2 separate regions of the Mus musculus genome follow, and region 2 is linked to region 1. A link is a contact called in public HiChIP or PLAC-seq data. All regions are on one chromosome and are shown on one strand. The core of a region is the stretch at or near the end of the contact, and the rest is flanking DNA. Distances in the headings are between cores, read along the strand shown.

Region 1 (2,840 bases), core at 99-2,598:
TGGATCAGACAGTTGAAGACTGCCGTAGACCCGTGGCTGGCAGTGGTGGAATTGCGACTGAAGACCCTTTCCTCTGCACGGCCACCCCAAGATGTCTTTACAAGTTTACTACTTTAAAATCCTTTTTATATGCATGGATCAAGCTGGAAGGAGGATAAATGCAAGGTCATGAACTTTCAGAATGCTCCTGCACAACCAGTGTCGACCCGAGAGCTACAGCTGCCACACACTGGGGATCCACTCGCCAGCTGCTATCGAAACTATGATCGCCAGGCTGATGCTATCAGGCAGCGCCCCACAGATAGGATCGACAGGGCATGCGCACACGCTCCTGTCTTTGGGGAGAAAACTAGAAACACCTGGATCGTGTTAGCTCACTTCTGCCCTTCTGCAGCTGGCTTTTATGCTTTTCCTCTCTTAAGGAGTTGACAATCTGGGAAAATCTTGATATTCAGCCAAGAAGACAAGAGCCTTTCATTTTGAGCACAGACATTTCTCTGTGTCCTGGCAAAGCAATAGGGAGAGTGAGATGGAAATTATTCCTTATGGTGTAAAAATAAAAATGTGGACAATTAAAAAAAAAAAAAAAGAAAAAGGTCTTCAGAGAGCACGCAGTGGATGCGGTGCTTGCCATGTGCTGTGACGACCTGGTTCAAGTTTTCAGCACTCACAAAACGTAGGCGCCGTGGCACACTCCGCAGTCCTATGGGGAGACGGGATGAGAAGCAGAGATGGAAGCTTGCAGGCCAGCTAGCCTGGCACGAAGAGAGAAAACCAACAGGAGATCCTGTCTGAAACAAGTTGGGATGTAAGCACTGGCACCCAAGGGTGTCCTCACCTGTCCACCTTCATATATACAAAAGTGCGCATGCATATATAAACACACACACACATATACACTCACACACACACACACATGCACACACACACATACACACTACACGCATACACACACACACATACTCACAGACACACACACACACACACACACACACACTCCTAAACCATCATTTTCAAATAACAAACATTTCTCCTTTTATTCTTCTTCCTCTCTCTTCCTCCACCCCACCCCCACCCAGACCCCTTTGGTCTTTTGAGCCAGTCTCACTACAAAGCCCAGGCTGGTCCTTAATTCACTGATAGACCAGGCTGCCCTCAAACTTGCAGTGATCCTCCTGTCTCTGTCTTACAGGCACGTGTCACGGAGCCTAGCTTATGACTGTATTTCATAATAGCTTTGGTAAGTGGTGCCCAGTAAATTTGAGTGAGCACTGTGCCCTGCCCAGGGCTGTCTGCTGTGTGGGCCCATAGCTGGGCCTCCTCTCCGTGACTCCCCAGCCTCTCTCAATGGAACACTTGAAAGTCTCACTCCAAGCAGAGGGCAGGAGGCCAGGGGTGGAGTGGCCCCGCTTACTCTGTAGTACACTACTTTTTTCTGGTTGAAAAACTTCTGATGTCAAATTAGTCATCAATTTAGGTATTTTTTTCCATGAGCCTGCACCCTGGATTTCTGGATATAACTCATGGATGTGAAATAATCAAAGCAGAGTACGAGCCAGAGTTTCCACAACACAAACAAAGCCAGAAGAGTTTAGAACAAAGTCCACACTAACCAAATACCACTGCCCTACCCAGGCTGGGAGCCGAGAGCAACCACACTGTAAAGCAGAACACGAGGCCCCTGCCCCATGAAGATGAAGAGTCAGAGGGAGTGTGAAGCAAGGACTCTTAGGCTTTTGATGATCAGGAACAGGCCCAGGTTTGTCCCTGGGTTGGTTGTGAACTTCCAGCAGCCATTGTCTTACTCGTTCTTCACCCAGCCACAGAGAGAAGCCAAATCCACTTGCTGCCGCTGTCTGAGCCGCTTGGCCAAACTGTTACAAAATATGCAAAATAGCAAATGTGGGGAGGGAAAGTAGCGTACATACATTCATTTCCCATCGATTCTAGCTCAGTACTGGTGGGCAACTAAAGATGTAGAGCTAGATGTGTCTCTTATTCATAGGTCTTTTGGAGGACTGAGGCTGTAGCTCAGCAGTAGAGCACTTTCCTAGAATGCAGAACGCACTGAGAAAGCAAACGCATTTGTGAAGTTCCTTTCCACACAGGCAATCAGGTGGGCTGTACACTGGATCTACCCAGCAGTGTATTTTAATCATTTTGCCACACTTACAAGTTGCTTTTGATTAGTCAGTGGCCAATTCATGAAGGACAGGCTCCGTGCTGCACCTCATTCTTGCAGTGGTTCAAAAGTTTCCTCTATCACTCCTGACCTTCCATCCTTCAGTTCCACCCAGACTCTAACTCTGACTTGTCTCCTCTGGGCCATTGTGCAGGTGGCCCTTTGACTTTATTGGCAGCATTCCTGGGTGCTGCTTTGAAAACTCTGTCCTGTCTGAGATCCGATGGAGTAGAATCATACTCTGATTTCTCTACCTCAGGGCACCAGTATGGAAGTTTCTTCTACTCCCTCCCCAGTCGTAATATTCAGGACCCAAACTGCAACCCTGGTCTGGGAAAGTCCTGGTTCCTATGGAGATGGGGTGTGGAGTATGAGGCCTGCTGTTACACCATGGTAGAGAGGCTTGCTGCCTTATAAGAGTGTCACCCCACACCATGGGATTAAGCAGAAAGATTACTTTCCCTCCCTGTGATGGTTAGAAGAAATAAAGAGACAACTAGTGAATAATTACAAAATATGCAAAACAGCAAATGTGGGGAGGGAAAGTAGCGTCAGGCAACTGTTGCTTTTTCATTTGTGTCTGTGTGTATGCACGTGTATTCATGTGTGTATATGAATACGCATATATGCATGTACATGTGTATGCATGTGGATATAC
Region 2 (2,840 bases), core at 208-2,707, 290 kb before region 1:
AAAAGTCACAGCCATGTGAGAAACAGGACAAGAAAATTTTAAAAGGATACTGAAGATAATTTGACTTATTTATTGCAACAATTAAAAGAAAAGAGGAAAAATCATCACAGATGTAAGTGTTGTTTGTCTCAAAAACCATTCAATAGAACCACTGGAGGGAAAACAGGACAGTAGATTTCACAAGAAATCACAAAGATGAATGTGCTTATTCTTGCTTCCATTTCAGTTTTGAGTTTGCCCCCAAATTATTTGCATTGACAAGAAAACCCATATGTATGTCCTTTGAGGAAGGAATGTAAGAATATAGTTTATTGAGGGTGACAGCCTTTTGACCAAAGCATATTAGAAATCTCTGGAGTATAGGATAGGAGAAAGAGGAGGGGGCGAGAGAAAGCACACATGAGCAAATCTATGAATGTTTAGGGAAGTTTTGAGTTATGGTAAGTAAGCTGAGCTGCAGTCAGCAGTATCTGACTATCTGTCCTGTCTCTGAGTGATCAGGGCCGTGTGAGACTGAGAGGTTGGGAAATGTCTCCGAGCCTACTCTTCTTCATGGAAAGTGATGATAGTTACAACACCCCCATGGATACATGACAAAGCAATAACAGCAATGCACTTGCAAAGCCTGTGGCAGAATCAGTGCTCAATCTGTGGTGGCCACTATGTAGGAAGTGGAACAGTGACCGATGGTCATTGGTAGATTTTATGACTTAGACTACCGCCGGAAAGACAACCTTTGGTTCAACTAATCTCTCAGGCCACTGACAAATTTTTCTAGCAAGAGACTGTTCAATTAACTGAGAAGCAAAATTAAACAAGAAAGAAGATTAGCTTGAACAAATAACACATGTCCAGTGAGACCTCAAATATAGCAGTAACCACCATTGCTGCAGCTGGCCCAGGTCTGCCCTAAGGCCACAACTCACAACTTTGTTCAGCGCCGAGGGACAGAGACCTTGAGGAAAATCACTTCTTAGGCAATGAGTGGCATGATTAGTAAGACTCATCGTTCAGCCTTTGTTCTGGGAGCAACAATCAGCAGACTCTGAGTGCTAAAGTCCAATCGCAGCCTCCTAACCAGCTTGGGAATGAGACAGGAAGTTGAGCATTGACCCAAGGAGTGCTGCTTGGGTAAGAAGGACTCTGAGCTTTGCAACCCTCTTTGCAGAACCAAGGAAATCAGAACTTCCATTCTCATTTTATAGGCAGAAAACCCAAGGCACCAGGGGATTAAATAATTTGTATTGGAATGAGATTTTACTAACTCCATAGAAAATTGACCTAAAACTTAAACATGGATAAACCACATCCTTTATTTAAACAATATTTTACAGTCTATGATGAAAGAATACTTCAAGATGGAATTTCCTGATTGCCTGTTCATGAATTAACAGAAGATTGTGCAACTTTCCATTCATTCAGCAAACATTTACTCAGCACATACCGAATGCTAGGTACAGTGACAGGCCCTGGAGATAGAAGCTCTCTTAAGACCAGGGCCTGCCCTCAGGGAAATCAGGAGACACATATATCAGACCAATGTTCTACAAAGCTATACCTTCTGCAGCAGAGAGAGAAATCTGTCCATGTTCCACAAGGAGCCCAGAGAGAAGCTGGGTGTGAAGGGTCACTGTTTTGGTCTGGGTGGGCTTGGCCACAGAGAGAACGCTATGGAACACCGAGAGTTTCGGTTCTTGCCAATGTCAAAGCCACAAAGAGGTAAACACAAGATACCGTGAGTGTTGCATGTTATGAGTGCTTGTGTACAGAGATTGTTACCTTTTGAGCTAAGCATCTGAAAGGGGATCATAATTATTCTCCAAATCTTAGAAGAAGAAAGACGGCTTGGGAGTCACCTACAGTTTAAGTAATAATTTCCCACTGACAGCTGCCATGCCAGTTTCCAGCCTTCCTGAGTGGAGGGCCTGAAATCAATCTGGAGGTTTAGGGTTGGAAGGAGGGTGGAGTGTCAGGCTTTGCCAAAATTAGATACAGCCTTCAGTCTACTTACACACTCTCTGCTTAGGACATTCCCTTAGACTCTCAGTGGCTGTCAACCTTCCAGGTGCTGCAACCCTTTACAGCTCCTTACCTCAACCATAACATTGTTGCTGCTACTTCATAGCTGTTAATTTTGCTACTGTTATGAATTATAATATAAATATTGATATGCAGGGTATCTGATATGTGACTCCCACCTATGACTCCTAGGCAGTGAGTCTTTCTAGACAACTCATTCTCCTCCCTGTAAAATGTTTCATTTTCTCATTGCAATTAGGTTATTTTTATATCATCTGGCTGAAGCTTCTATTAAAATATAGATATCAATTGCTGTCACCCATCTCCAATTTATTTTTTTAATTTATTGTTTATACTTTGGATTTTTGAAACCAAGTCTCATTTTGTAGCCTAGGCTGCCCTGGAACTCACTATGTAGCCTAGGCTGGACTGGAACTCACTATGTAGCCTAGGTTGGACTAGAACTTATCATGAAACCTAGGCTGGCCTAGAACTCATTATGAAGCCTAGGCTGGCCTGAAGCTTACTGTGCAGACTAGGCTGGACTGGAATTCACTATGTAGCCTAGGCTGGACTAGAATTCACTATGTAGCCTAGGCTGGACTGGAATTCACTATGTAGCCTAGGCTGGCCTAGAACTCATTATGAAGCTTAGGCTGGCCTGAAGCTTACTGTGCAGACTAGGCTGGACTGGAATTCACTATGTAGCCTAGGCTGGACTAGAATTCACTATGTAGCCTAGGCTGGACTGGAATTCACTATGTAGCCTAGGCTGGCCTAGAACTCATTATGAAGCCTAGGCTGGCCTGAAGCTTACTGTG

Evidence for each region. HiChIP or PLAC-seq counts read pairs in DNA pulled down with a chosen protein or histone mark.
Region 2: a contact with region 1 is called in a FOXA1 HiChIP or PLAC-seq map of pancreatic cancer cells. The contact joins two enhancer-like sites. A contact is called at or near these places in 2 of 484 Hi-C or Micro-C datasets (the AML12 cell line and liver) and 1 of 115 datasets of contacts at active chromatin or transcription factors (pancreatic cancer cells).

The regions. Positions count from the first base shown.
Region 1 is chr14:45,982,164-45,985,003 of GRCm38.p6, reverse strand. No RefSeq gene overlaps it. Among named protein-coding and RNA genes, the nearest start is that of Gm34499, 240 kb to the left of the region's middle. Within about 2 kb of position 1,348, at least 21 of the 459 cell types and tissues checked have an H3K27ac peak or open chromatin away from gene starts, as enhancers often do. A contact at or near this core is called in liver and pancreatic cancer cells, where this site is marked.
Region 2 is chr14:46,276,233-46,279,072 of GRCm38.p6, reverse strand. No RefSeq gene overlaps it. Among named protein-coding and RNA genes, the nearest start is that of Gm34499, 57 kb to the right of the region's middle. Within about 2 kb of position 1,457, at least 19 of the 459 cell types and tissues checked have an H3K27ac peak or open chromatin away from gene starts, as enhancers often do. A contact at or near this core is called in liver and pancreatic cancer cells, where this site is marked.